Regions from separate parts of the Mus musculus genome. Here regions 2, 3, 4 and 5 are each linked to region 1. A link is a contact called in public Hi-C and HiChIP or PLAC-seq data. All regions are on one chromosome and are shown on one strand. Each heading gives the region's core, a stretch centred on a gene start, on an enhancer-like site or on the middle of the called end of the contact. The rest is flanking DNA. Distances are from core to core; before and after follow the strand shown.

Evidence for each region. A called contact is a pair of places that touch in the nucleus more often than the background predicts. HiChIP or PLAC-seq counts read pairs in DNA pulled down with a chosen protein or histone mark.
Region 2: an H3K4me3 HiChIP or PLAC-seq map of neural tube shows a contact between it and region 1, with 5 times the contacts expected there. The contact joins the enhancer-like site here to the promoter of Acvr2a in region 1. A contact is called at or near these places in 7 of 39 promoter capture datasets (the 3T3-L1 cell line, 3T3-L1-derived adipocytes, hippocampal neurons and 2 more), 1 of 15 datasets of contacts at CTCF or cohesin (large pre-B cells), 15 of 484 Hi-C or Micro-C datasets (CD4 T cells, DN3 thymocytes, the G1E-ER4 cell line and 10 more), 21 of 115 datasets of contacts at active chromatin or transcription factors (CD8 T cells, T-cell acute lymphoblastic leukemia, astrocytes and 15 more) and 3 of 9 other capture datasets (adipose tissue, liver and macrophages).
Region 3: a contact with region 1 is called in a Hi-C map of forebrain, with 8 times the contacts expected there. The contact joins the enhancer-like site here to the promoter of Acvr2a in region 1. A contact is called at or near these places in 7 of 39 promoter capture datasets (the 3T3-L1 cell line, the C10 cell line, the HPC-7 cell line and 3 more), 5 of 484 Hi-C or Micro-C datasets (CD4 T cells, the N1E-115 cell line, embryonic fibroblasts and 2 more), 4 of 115 datasets of contacts at active chromatin or transcription factors (the NIH/3T3 cell line, embryonic stem cells and large pre-B cells) and 2 of 9 other capture datasets (embryonic stem cells and liver).
Region 4: a contact with region 1 is called in an H3K4me3 HiChIP or PLAC-seq map of forebrain, with 8 times the contacts expected there. The contact joins the enhancer-like site here to the promoter of Acvr2a in region 1. A contact is called at or near these places in 9 of 39 promoter capture datasets (the 3T3-L1 cell line, 3T3-L1-derived adipocytes, cranial neural crest and 5 more), 1 of 15 datasets of contacts at CTCF or cohesin (large pre-B cells), 9 of 484 Hi-C or Micro-C datasets (the C2C12 cell line, Sertoli cells, Th1 cells and 5 more), 17 of 115 datasets of contacts at active chromatin or transcription factors (VIP interneurons, astrocytes, craniofacial prominence and 10 more) and 1 of 9 other capture datasets (adipose tissue).
Region 5: a Hi-C map of epidermal suprabasal cells shows a contact between it and region 1, with 3 times the contacts expected there. The contact joins the enhancer-like site here to the promoter of Acvr2a in region 1. A contact is called at or near these places in 5 of 39 promoter capture datasets (the 3T3-L1 cell line, 3T3-L1-derived adipocytes, cranial neural crest and 2 more), 3 of 484 Hi-C or Micro-C datasets (epidermal suprabasal cells, myocytes and pancreatic cancer cells) and 5 of 115 datasets of contacts at active chromatin or transcription factors (embryonic hindbrain, embryonic limb bud, embryonic stem cells and 2 more).

Annotation. Positions count from the first base shown.
Region 1 is chr2:48,812,825-48,815,374 of GRCm38.p6, forward strand. Acvr2a (activin receptor IIA) reads left to right here and starts at 1,285. Exons shown (of 11, transcript NM_007396.4): 1 at 1,285-2,002. The coding sequence starts at 1,948.
Region 2 is chr2:48,317,351-48,319,900 of GRCm38.p6, forward strand. The region is part of intron 1 of Gm13481 (predicted gene 13481); the gene reads right to left. Among named protein-coding and RNA genes, the nearest start is that of Gm25338, 66 kb to the right of the region's middle. Within about 2 kb of position 1,266, at least 32 of the 459 cell types and tissues checked have an H3K27ac peak or open chromatin away from gene starts, as enhancers often do. A contact at or near this core is called in craniofacial prominence, embryonic limb bud, muscle stem cells and 1 more, where this site is marked.
Region 3 is chr2:49,312,003-49,314,552 of GRCm38.p6, forward strand. Mbd5 (methyl-CpG binding domain protein 5) reads left to right here. Exons shown (of 17, transcript NM_029924.2): 16 at 1,648-1,723. Among named protein-coding and RNA genes, the nearest start is that of Gm25215, 85 kb to the right of the region's middle. Within about 2 kb of position 1,274, at least 94 of the 459 cell types and tissues checked have an H3K27ac peak or open chromatin away from gene starts, as enhancers often do. A contact at or near this core is called in the HPC-7 cell line and forebrain, where this site is marked.
Region 4 is chr2:48,423,571-48,426,120 of GRCm38.p6, forward strand. The region is part of intron 1 of Gm13481 (predicted gene 13481); the gene reads right to left. Among named protein-coding and RNA genes, the nearest start is that of Gm13481, 32 kb to the right of the region's middle. Within about 2 kb of position 1,266, at least 40 of the 459 cell types and tissues checked have an H3K27ac peak or open chromatin away from gene starts, as enhancers often do. A contact at or near this core is called in cortical neurons, embryonic forebrain, forebrain and 1 more, where this site is marked.
Region 5 is chr2:48,497,249-48,499,798 of GRCm38.p6, forward strand. It overlaps Gm39809 (a long non-coding RNA gene), which reads right to left. Exons shown (of 4, transcript XR_866192.1): 2 at 1,830-1,919; 3 at 1,194-1,367. Among named protein-coding and RNA genes, the nearest start is that of Gm39809, 41 kb to the right of the region's middle. Within about 2 kb of position 1,268, at least 47 of the 459 cell types and tissues checked have an H3K27ac peak or open chromatin away from gene starts, as enhancers often do. A contact at or near this core is called in epidermal suprabasal cells and pancreatic cancer cells, where this site is marked.

The DNA of each region.
Region 1 (2,550 bases), core at 35-2,534:
AATACCATCAATTCTGAGCAGGGCTTGAGAACTGGAAATCTTGGAGAGAGTTTAAAGAGCCACAATGATTATTAACCCTGACAAGTAGTAGAAATAGGCAGATAATTATAGGATGTACTTAATAGACAGAAATATAGAGCAGTTTATAGGAAGAGAAAAAGAAAACAAATACAAGTGAGTTTGTGGAAAAATGTGGGGATCAGTGTACACTAAAACATTAATTACCCATCCCACAGTTGCTTCCTTTTTTTCTTGAAAATGTCTCCAAACACAGAGGTTACTACTGTATTAAGAAAAAAGGGCAAACTTCTAGGTATTTACCTATCTACTGAGGAAGCATTCCTGTCAAAACCTTCAGAATGCTGGAATAAAGTGGAAAACAAGATCTCCCCCTTTATTATACCAAATTGTGCTAAATGGCAGACGAACTGACTCTAGCAATCATCCTTTGCACGCTATAGCCAACTTCGAATATCCCAAATAGCCGAGCTTCTGGAGGTAGGGCTCACATTTTTACATTCTGTATGTTTCGGTGCTTAACTGAACACCCGATCAACAGTTCAACATGGCTTACGGGGTAAAAACAGGTCTTACAAGAGGCTAAGAATTGATAACACCACCGTCTCTGACGGTCCAATACACTGAAATCTGCGATTTTCACTTCAAGCCTAATACAGACTTTCACGCCAACTAGGAGCAAACCTGTTTGCAACACAATGCTTTGTGTATACAAGGTGTGGTGGATAGGATCCGAACCTCACATCGAGCTATCTGGCGAGGGTGTCCTGACCTGGCGGACAGCCCTTCCTGCCTTTATTTTTTAGCCCAAAGACAAACGTGGGGAGGCCTCGGCGGCGGGGGCGCGGCCGGCTCGCGAGCACCGAGCTCGCTCGGGCAGCAGCGGGTGCGGCTCCCGCCCACTCGGAGCAAGTCGGCGCGGCCTCGGCGTCCCCCAGAGGAAAGGCTGGGCGCCGCAGTCGGCCTTAGCATCGCCCATCCCGCTCGGGCGCCGCGGCTCTCGCGCCCGGGCGGGCACCGCACTGGGCACACCGGGCGTCTCGGGGCCGCGGCGGGCACCCGCAGGGCCCGCCGTCCCGTCTGCTCGGTCTCGGTTCCCGCAGCCTCGCGAGCGCGCTCCGGATCCGGCCCCGCCCCTCCGGCTCGCCCCGCCTCCCGGACAATCTCCTCGCGCTCGCCGCCCGGCACGCGCGCTGCGCCCGGCCGCCGCTCCCGCCGCCGCCGCCACCGCCGCCGCGGAGCGTTTCTCCGCCGCGCCTGGCTTCCAGCTTCAGGACGGAACCGGAAGTGTAGGGGGCGGGGCCGGCGGAGGCCAGGAGACCGAAAACGCGGCCGAGCCGGGAGCCGGGAGCCGGAGCCACAGCCTGGACCAGAACTTGGCCGCCGCCTGCGCCACCGTCTCTCCCGTCGCCGTCTCCCGCGGCCGCCTCGCACCGCCACCGCCGCGAGCTCGGCTACTGTGGTCCGCGGACTTTGGGTGTCCGGGTTGAAGGTCGGTCCGGACGTCGGAGCAGCTCGGCTCCCGGACCGTCCGGGCGGCTGCGGGCGCCGCCGCCGCCGCCTCGTCGCCTCAGCCAGGCGTTTTGTTCGCTGAGACGCGAGAGGCGAGCGGAGCTGACAGTGATTTTGACAGTGATTCCAACCCGCTTTTGTTGTTGTTGGCTTTTCGTTGTTTGGTTTGGTGTGTTGTGCGTGTATGTGGCGGTTTTTCCCCCGTGGTACATTTTTTTAAATTGTTGTGCCTTTTTTTTAAATCCTTTTTTTTTCAACCCTGTGAACGTTTTTTGCTTCCCCCTCCCCCCCGCCTCGGGGCTTCCGAATATGTTTTATGACGGTTGATTTTACACCAGGAGGTTTGTCTCCGAGGAAGACCCAGGGAACTGGATATCTAGCGAGAACTTCCTACGGCTTCTCCGGCGCCTCGGGAAAATGGGAGCTGCTGCAAAGTTGGCGTTCGCCGTCTTTCTTATCTCTTGCTCTTCAGGTAGGTGGAGGAGCCGGCGCGGCGGGGCTGTGGCCGGGTGCCGGGTGCCGTCTGCTGGGCAGTTCTCGGGCCGAGGCTTTTCCCGCGCCTAAACCCGCAGCCCCGATCATCTCGAAATCTCCATGAATTCCACTTGTTTTGGGTTGGTGTGGCGAACTGATAGGTTGAGTGCTGTGTTGTTGTGCAAGTGAGAAAGTCATGGTTTGTGGCCATAACACTCGATGACAGCGCTGGTTGGGTTGCTGTTCAAGCCGCAAATACCACAAGTGAAAATTTATGTAAAGGTTTGAGACCCAGAAGGAGGTATTCCAAAATGTCATTTAGCCTAAGCTGTTCCAAAACAAGGACCGGTTTTGGTCGTCATCTAATTAGTGCTTCACCGGTGAATATCGAGACATAGATCAAGTGAGCTGGTGTTTAATTTTGACTGTGAGAAACAATGCATCCTATCAGCGATTTAATCTAGGTCTCCTCTCACGTCTTCTCCAACTACATTGTCCAGTAGTGTTAAAAATAGTTTTAGTTGCCGGAGTATTAACCCTAACCCA
Region 2 (2,550 bases), core at 16-2,515, 500 kb before region 1:
ATACACAAGGAACAAATGCCAATTCTTTCTCTTCCCTGTGTGTTTCTCATATTACTGAGGCTGAAGCAGAGTTCAAAAATATTCCTTCCTTATGAGGTCAGTGAATTCTGATCAGCCAGTTGTCTCTATAAATGCTTTCTCTTACACAAGTAGTTAATTCTGTAAGACAGCAAAAAACAGCTTTCAATCCATCATTCAGAGGGTAGGCGAAAGTCTTCCTTGGTGCTTTGAGAGATATAGAAGTCAAAGATTTTTTAACTGGGAAAAAAAAGCCTTTCTAATGTAAAATGACCATATTTGGGTCATTTCAGCATCAAGACACAGCAAACAACTGAAATTCCTGCTGCTAATAGTGGAGATAGTTTCAAGCAGCTCAGGCATACAGAAGGATCGATTTTTAGGGCAAATTATACTCGCTATGACCACAGACTGGGACCTCATGCATCCAGTTGATGGCTTCATTTACGTGGACACCAAGACCCCACCCCCAACCCCTGGATCAGCACTCTGACTTACACAGGGAAGAAAAAACGCTCCCAAGGCCCACTTGAAATTCTGATTAATAGGTTGCTCAGGTACCGAGCCAAGATTTGCAAACAGGCTGCTGCTGGCGGTGCTTTGTCCAGAACGGTGGCTCATGAGGGATGAATGGGGCACCCAGCGATAGAGCTAGGAACATCACTCAGGCAGCAACTTGCAATTCAGTCTCCAGTTTGTCTGTCTGCCCTCCATTTGGCACCACAGCCAGCAAGCACTCCAGCTGGGTAGCAGAACTCCAGCCAGCCCTCCTCACCTGAGCTGCCAAGTTTGGCAGTTGCCCGATATTTGCTACCCAGGCTCCCCTGTGAAGTAAAAGGAGAAGATACGCCATGCTTCTTAATGGTGGGGAAGCTGGAAGAGGGACGGGGCTGGTTGCCTTGTACCATCATCTTACATAAGAAGGTCAGTTAGTAAGGATAAAAAGAGAAACACTGTTTGCATGAGAAGATGATCTAGCAAGAATGAAGGATGTTCTGACTGGGATTTTTTTTTTTTTTTTGGCCATTTCTTCCCTCTGAAAAGCAAGCAAGGGCTTTAGCAATAGACAGCAACCAGCAACCGTAGCAGTGAAAAGCAGGGATACTCTGGCCTCCCACTTGCAGATCCAGCTGCTGCCTGACACTGCAGCACAAAGAACCTGGTTGAAAGGCAAAACGGTTTCAGGTTTTCCTGCTGTGGTCATTAGACATGTGAGCTGCTCTCAGAGGGTGTGTTGGGCCTGGGAAGCCAGGCACCTGTTGTCGGCAGAAACACAATACACTTATTGATTTGAGAGGGCTGCACAGAGTAACTAGAGAGGACACACAAAAAAATCCAAAGTAATAAATGGACCCATTACCCAATGACGTTGCAAAGGGGGCCTCAAAAGGAGAGCCATAGATCCAGCTTACTTATCTAAGGCAGTACAAAGCAGAAAGGATTGTTTATGGAGGTTGGAGGAAGGGCAGAGAGAGAGGAGCGAGAAAGGAAGTGCTGGTTAATAGAAATGGTGCTGTACTTCAGGCCATCTGAAAGAGCCCTTCTGATTTATCTTCTCCTGAAGCTGCAGCCGCAGCGATTGAAGTGACTATAATAGCCCAGGAGAAATGTTGGTGCTATTAGATGGGTGATTGATGGAAACGCTGCCAAAACAGCTAGGGAATTTGTCAATGTGTTTTTTTGAAGTTTGTAAATGATGACACTGGCAAAGTGTAAACAAACTCCGCTCAGCAGACACGTTGTGCGGGCCCCAAAACTGACACTCGTTTGCTGGATTGTTCCAATTAAGTATCATCAACTGGAGTGAGGCGCTCCCTTCTCTCAGGCCAGGGCAGCTGAGGCCTATGCAACATATACTCTTTGGTAAAGAAAGGTATCCAAGAAAGGGTGTTTTGTTTTGTTTTGTTTTTGTGTGTTTGTTTGTTTGTTTGTTTTTTAACTGATCCAAAGGAATGAGCTACCCAGTTGTTGCAGGGCACCTAGCAAAAGAAAGGCACTCGTTCTAGAGAGCTTTAGCATCTGAAGATTCAGAACCCCGTAGCACTGTGACCACTGTGTGAGTCACAAGACTTTTGTAAGGTCAAGGTGACAATTGCTGCCACTCTTGTTAGCTTGTTAACTGAAAATCTGATTTTTCTGTCAGATTCTCTTCCCAAAAATACTTCTTGGAGAAAGTTTCTATGTCCACAAATCATTTCTGATTGTCACTGGGTGACGACCAGCTGTTCATTGCGTTGAGCTTCTCTTCAATGTTGCTTTCTCCCACAGATTGTCTGGGTGAATTGTGATCCAGGCAGTGTGCCCATGTGAAGGTCCAGAAATGAAGAAGATCCAGAGAAGCTCTGGACTCTTCCAACTGATAATCACTCAACAGATACTGACATTACATAAATGGAAAAAAAAAAACTATTTCTTGTCTGTCTTAGCTACTAATGCTGTGATCAGACTCCATGACCAAAAGCAAGTTGGAGAAGAAAGAGTTTATTGGGCTTTAAAATAAATAAATAAATAAATAAATAAATAGAAAAGGCC
Region 3 (2,550 bases), core at 24-2,523, 500 kb after region 1:
CATCCTAGCATTGTGAGTTAGTTCCAGGTCGACATTGGCAAGACCCTATCTCAAAATAGTAGTAGTGATGATGGTGGTGGTGGTGGTGGTGATGGTGATGATGATACAGGAGCAGGAACAGATGAATTGTGTATCATGACAGCTTTTTATATGTATAAGTACATAAAGCGATTCTGTCCATGGTGTATCATATAAAACATGAGCTAGGGAGACATAGGGGAGTGAGTGTGACTGAGAATAGTGACCACGTAGAAATACTAGATTTATCTTTTTGATTAAAAGAATACTTAATAAGAACATGTCATTTATTAACAACCCATTCTGGAGAGTGGGTATGTTGGGATTACTTTGTTCCCTGAACTTCTCTGCATTTGCAGGGTGGGGAAGATCATTAAGAGCATGCTGGAGGGAATTGTTGGTAGTGTCCTTACAACTGGTTTAAGTTAGTAGGTTGATCTATCCTTCCAATAGAACTGACTTAACTGCACAGTTGTTTTAATAAGATATAGGACCATTTATGTTCACTGTGGACAAATCCACTTAGCAAATATGTGGAGCCTTCATGGTGTGCCTAAAAGTGTAATACTCAAAGATGAACAACTAAGTGTCTGTAAAGCACAGGGAAAACAAAATAGAGGAGTTATCAGGTCGTTTTCTATAGTGGATAAAGCCTTGGGAACACTGTGGTAAGTGGAGAGACTTCACCTGAAGGCATTACACTGAAGTTAACGTGCGTTTTCTCCCACGGCTGCAAATTTCCAACCTCCATGTAGACACCGAGATAGATAGATAGGACTTAACTCTTGGGAAGCCATGGTAACAGATAGCTCACTATAGGAGTTTCCTGACTTCAGGGCTTTCCTGTCAGTTGTCCTGATGGGATGAATGCTAGCAGATTGCCTGCATATTTAGAAGATTGTGGCGTAAGATTTACATATGTACATGAGAAATAAGGTAGGGTAGGCAAAGAATGTATAGCCACAGAGAACTGCCTGACTGTCCTAACCGGCACAACAGCTTCATCGATATCGTTTTTTTAAAAATGGCACATATGGGATGTTACTCATGGAATGCTGATCGGAAAGCAATAGTCAGAAGCTTCTGAGACAGTCCTTGTGTGTCTGTTGAAAGGATCACGTCATTTCGGTTTAAAGGGAACTGTGGCGAAACCAGCCTCCGAGCCTCAGGTGTAACGAGGTAATAAGCTGTTCTTAGCCACGCACCAAAATGTAGCTTTCGTTTTGCTCAATTGTGCTTAGCTGAGATGATCCAGAAAGGGTGGAGGGAGCTCCCTAGTGGCCAGAACTTGCAGTTCAGCCTCGGTGTCCTGGCCACGGCCTGTTTCCTGGTAGGAAGCACAGCTTTGGAGACCACAGAGCTCCTGACCCAGTCCTCTTCATGAAATGCAGAAGAAACACACAGTGGAGGGGACTTCCTGTGCTAACCTTAGCGGCCGTGTTACTTTAATGGTTAGCGTTCAGTGCTGGGAACCCCAGGACGATGCTCTATCGCCTGAACTTCCCAGATGTGAATCTAGATTGACTTTCTCTGGTAGAATTGATATTTTTGTCTTCTGATTAGGGAATTAAATTGAGGCTTTTGTTTCTTTAATTTGTTAATTTGGTATGTTGTTTTCATTGCTTCCAGAAGTGGGAAACTAAATAACCATTTAGAAGCTGCTATTCACGAGGCCATGAGCGAACTGGACAAAATGTCTGGGACTGTAAGTCAATTTATTTTTTTCCATTATTCTAGTTTCTTTGAAAATAAATTGCATTAACACTTTTTTTTTGTTAAAAAAATCTCTTGAACATTGTAAAGCAACTCTCATAGCAATACTAAACTGCCAGGCAAGCAAAAGACTGGCGGCAGAAAAGAATTTAAGGGAAGGGAGCCTGTATTAGCTATGGATTTTTTTTTTCTGAGATAAGTAACTTTTGTTTTCTTAAAAAGGTTCATTAAGTGGCAGCAGCAGTATGGTGAGGTCCCAACCCCAACTTTCTGAGTTTGACTGTGAGTTGCAGTGACCATCACTATAGCCAAAATATTCAGCAATGCAACCTCACTCCATACATTAAAAAAAAAAAAAGTAGGATTAAAAAGATTGGTCAATTTAGAGAGTATATTAACTTCTTATTTTCCTTCTGCTACCTTAAAATTGAGATGATTTGTGCATATTTCTGTTACTAGTAACTGTAAATCTCATGATTAAGGAAGAGATGTGCTTTCTCTTCACACTTTGTTTGACCTATGCATCCATTAGTTTGAGATGAGAGGTATAAAGCTCTCTCTCCATCACATACAGACTCAAACACATAAATATAATGTTAGTAATCTCTTTAAAATAAGCATTATTTCAGGCTGCATAGCAATGACAAGCCATTTACTTAGGCCATCTGAAACTTACAACCCATCCATTGGCTGCTTCATGATGGGTAACAGTTAGGGAGCCTCAAGATGTTGCCATTGGCACAGGTCATAGACATGTGTTAATCTAACCTATGATTGGATTTTGCCAGGAAACCTAAGTTTCCTGGTAAACTTGTAGCC
Region 4 (2,550 bases), core at 16-2,515, 390 kb before region 1:
CCAAGTGCAATGAATTGTTCAGGTGCTGTCTTCAGCAACGGGGGCCTTGAATGTGTTTGTTTTTGTAACATTTGGACATGGGACTATTTTCTCCTTTCTTCTAAAAATTATGTGAAGTGAGAAAACTCAAATTAATTTAGAGAGCCAATAGGCTGAATTTACCGTTAAAGCTCTAACAGCAGGGCGAGCCTGGTTTCTTTGTCTGCAAAGACAAACACGCCTGCTTTGTCTTTCATCGAATTGGAAACATTTGCTTTGATAACTGGCCCTGTTGAGTTGCCTGTTTTCACCAAACACCTCTGTCATGTTTATAACTGGCTTTGCCCATAGCCTGCCAGCATGAAACAGCAGCCGCTGGACCTTAGGAAACAGAATGAGAAGCGGCCCTATTCAAAAACGAATAAAGCACCAGCCTTTGCAAACGAGGCTACAGCCCCAAACCACAAGATTATCTTCAGGCATATGATTGGGAAGGACTAATTAGAAGAGAGGATGTCATTTTATTTTCTAACCAGCCTTCTCTGATCTGAAGCCATGACGCCTCCTCACTTGTTACCTAGCAACCCTTCTTTGGATATGTAAGATTACTCTATTCCTGCATTGTTATTCAATTTATTTGCAATTTTAAGTGTCTGAATTTTCTGTAGGATTATCTCAGCCTGGTGTGTTGGCCTTAGACTCTAAAATACCAGGAGCAAGCTAGTAAGTAGATAGCAAAGCGCTTCCGTAGCCATTGCCTCCTCTAGGCTGATACTAAACAAACGCTGAGGATTCATCTTGGTCTGGGTGATTAAACCAGAACCCTCCCCCTCCGCAGCCCCAGCCAACCACCCTCTGCCCAACCCAGAAATTGCTTTTATCTTGATGATGGAAAGAATATATGCAAGACTGGTTTCTTTTAACTCAGTGGAAAAATGACTATCAATTTAAACATTAACTGGTGTCCAATCTAATCATGAAGTTAAAAACAGAACTCGTTTCTGCACAGAGCAGAATTTCTCAGAAAATCCTCCGGCTAAACTTTAAGGTTTCACCTAAACCCTAGCAATATGTAAATAAGTAATCAGCTACATTTGGAAGCGTACCTTTTAATCAGGTCGTTCCGATGCATAATCACCTCCAAATCAAACCGCCATTAGAGGCCATTAACTCCTGAAGGTAGGAAACCCAGTTGGCAGCCAGAATTCTATCAGAGACACTGGTGCTGCCTCAGCTCTTCCTTTTGTAGACCCGACCGTGGGGTTGCACTTAGCTTTTGGCTCTCTCGGGTTTAGGGAGCTTTGACTGATTGATTGGCTGATTGATGGCTGAGGATGTTGGTGATGGTGGCGATGGGGTATTTTGTTGTTGTCCTTGTTGCCATGGTTTTGCTCTTTTATTTTCTCCTTAAGAAAAGAACTGTAGTTCTCTCCTTATACCAGATAAGAATTGGGAAGTTTAACAAGCAAGGAGCACACAGCCCTTAAGTTATTTTTAAAAAGGTCTGCTGTTAGTTTTTTCTTGTAATTCTCTGCCTAGTAGGTCCCTTAAGAATTGCTTCTAACACTAAAAGTATAAAAGTCCAGATGACCAACTCCCAGAACATTCAAATGGACTACTGTATCTGAAACACAATGTAATATGCCCTCTGATGAAATAACCAGCTCAAAGCCATTTAACTAGATCCTTCTAACAGCCCCCGGTTAAGGAATCCACATCCCCGTTTGTGGCAAGACCCAAATAATCCCCAAATCTCTCTACCATTCTTTGGGGAGTTTATCCAGAAGAGGAATTTGAAAGCATTTGTTGTCTATCTCCCACTGTGCTGATTGGGGGAGGGGAGGTTATAAGGGCAACAGGTGAACCTAAGTCCTAGGATACTGAAACAGTGGGATGTGTGACCTGCCAAATTTAGATAACTCAATTACAACAGCCTCCATTCCCCCACCCCAAGTTTTAAAAAAAAAGAAAGCTGAGAGCTGGGGAAAGGGGAGGGTGGGCAGAGGTGACAGCAACTGCGGATTTTCTTCCCCGGGTCATTAGCCCTGTTTATATTTCTATAGCATAACTGTGTTACAAGCTAGCATGGTTATTTTTACCTCTGCCTCATCGCTCAGTGCAGAGGGCAGAGGTGAATGGCTATGAATTCACACAGCTGCTAGCTGCAAGAAGGCATTTGGAAAATAGTTCAGTAACGCTGGCCTTTATTTCCCTGGAAGAATTACTCCCCCTCATCCCCCTCCCCCCCCCAAAAAAAAAAAACCAAGCCTGCACCCAGCCTCCTGCAAAGCCTTCCCAGGTTTCAAGCAATTTCTAGTTCTTGTGCCAGCCGCCGAAGGTATGCAAAGATTTTTCTCAGCAGGAAGTCACTCATAGACATCGCATGAATATTTAAACAATGGGAAGCCAGCAAAAAGATTCTTTCACGCTGCAGGACGATAGTGACTTCTGAAATTATCACAATTATCATTCCATTATTGCAAAACAAATGACCTGATTTATTATGCTCTGCCTCGCTCATCTCTGGATCTCTTCCTGATATATTACACAACCGGTTACTTAGCCATTCTA
Region 5 (2,550 bases), core at 18-2,517, 320 kb before region 1:
TTCCATTTAAAAATTCAAATTGAGAGTACTTGCCAAAGAACTATGTAAAGTGAAAGACTTCCAAAGACAAAAAGTACATAGGATCCTATCAAAGCATAGAATGTTCTGATGCTGTGTGGTTTAAGAGGCTGAGGTGAGGACCTACTCCATGAATGCTTCCCAGGCCAGAACCACAAAGAGAAGACACCTTCTTCTTCATGACTGTCCTCCCAAAGCAAGGTGCGGCTCAAGCTATGTTAGTACTCACCTTCTCAAATAACTTCCTTACCCAAGTGGCTTTTCTGTCAAGAATCGACTGTCCAAATCAATAACAAAAAGCTCTAGAGTGGATCAGAATGGAATCCCACTTAATGGTTACTCAATAGACTAATTTACAGAAAAACATTTGCTACAATCCTACCTCACTTTGTTTTCTGCATCCTATCTTGTAGCAGCAAGTGTGGCAGGTGTATTTATGATCAAGCAGTATACTGGAGCATGGGATTCCAGGATGGCCAAGAACCTGAGGCATTACAGGTCTTGTTATTCTACCCTCAGGATATTAATGCTTTTCCATTGTCTCTACTGAGAAGACAGAATATATTAGAGTGTGTTTGGTGTGCTTGCCTGAAATGCCAGCCCTTCTCCTTTTGGGTAAAATGACTTAGTAGATTTTATGGATTGTCCACAACCCACTTTGGAAATGACTGCAACTTTGGACCCCTATGAATTCTCCCCTCCAGCAAGGTGATGTTGGCAAGGAAGCATGATGGGAAGCCAAGAACAGATTAGATAGGAACCATTAATGAAACTGGGAATAAAAGGAGGATGGGTGGTACCCAGAGGTAATTCCTAGAAGAGAAAAACCAGCCTATCCAGTCTAAGAGCCTGGTAGGGGATGAAGAATTAAGTTGCAGGCAGAACTGGAAAGCTGGGGAGTAGATAAGCACCAAAGCAGGCAGCTGCAAGTGGAGATGACTCAGGGAGGGTAGCTTCGGGGTCCAGGACCAGCAGGGCAGATAAAGCCTTACTGTAGCTTAAGTAGAAGTTTCTGGTTGTGTCATGTGATGCAGACTCACATGGTGCCTTACTGAGGTAAGACCAGTGAGAGGACCCATGATGTTTGGAGAGAGTATAAATAGGACTCCATGGACAGTGAAAGGGTGCTTGTATAGCTAGCCGCAACATTTCATTGGTCTTGCTTCTTCACTGACCTTCGCTTTGTTGAGAGAGGCAAGGCAGAGAACTTCTGGCATTCAGGCTGATTCTGGTCACTCCCTGCTGACTCATTCTGACTCAGCAGAGGCCTGGATGTTTCTTCTGGACTGTGACAGTGCCGCTCATTCTTGATCGGTATTATGACACTACTGAACTGGACTGATGGTTTCCTGACAATGGAGATTGGAATCACTGCCCAAGAACTACTTCTAAACAAGTCCACATCCCCTTGTCCTATTCACCATCTTTTCTTCCCTACCTTTGGACATTGGGCAAGAAGGAGAGAGGGGGTCAAAACATTAGACAACCCTTATTAAAGTAGGTTTTGAAAAATCTAAGCCTACATGTAGCTATGACACTGAGTGGCAGGGCATTGGGTTGGGGCTTGTGAGTGCCTTAAGTTGTAAACACTGTAAGTTGGGGAGCACTTGCCCACATTGGATCCAGCCTTCTCTGTTATGTGAAGGAAGGGAGCATGTTTGTTCTTGTCTGTGATTCTGTCCCTTAAACACAGAGAGACATACCTTGTAAGTGAAGATCATTGTACACTGCATAAATTTCCAAATGTGAGCACTCCTTTCTGACTAGATTACCCTAAAAGACGCTCAAGTAGCTCCACTTTATCTTTTTACCTGAATTCAGATAGAACAGTCTCCTCTTGGCCAGGGCATCCCAAAACTGGCAACTGCAGATGCAGGCAGAGCTTCTACCCGTGTTCATCCCTGAGACAAGCACACGGAAGAATTAGCTCAGGCTTGGAAGCACTCAGAACAATTCTGGCCTTATCCGTTCTCCACATGCAGCATCCTTCCCAAGAGGACAGGCCCACACAATGTTCCCACAGACGAACTCTGGGCTAACAGGGTCTTATAACTTCAGTTTGCAGATATTAATTTAGAATAATGTGAGCATGGGAACTCATGATGAACTCTTATCTCTCCCACACCCTTCCTTAGTCCCTACCCTTCACCCAGACCCAGCCTTGCTGCTACGACCCAGCTCAGGGCTCCCTTCCAAATAGATTCCTTTCAATAGCAGAAGTATCATTTCCCACAGGGAGCTTCGCCTGAGTAACGCTCACAGCACTATCAGTCGTTCTAGCCTGTCCACCACGACCTGATGCTTTTTGTGTGTAATGTTTCATGGTTGAAATTTAAGTGATTCATCATGAAGACAGTTATTTAGCAACTGCATTTTCTACAGGAGGAACTTTCCATGTCTTACTCATCATTATATGACCATCTAACGTCTTGCTTAGTTTATTGTGTTACTTACATTTTTATTGAATTCTATGGAAGCTTTTTTTTTATTTCCAAGAGTTTAACATCAAACTTATTCTATACTTTATAATGT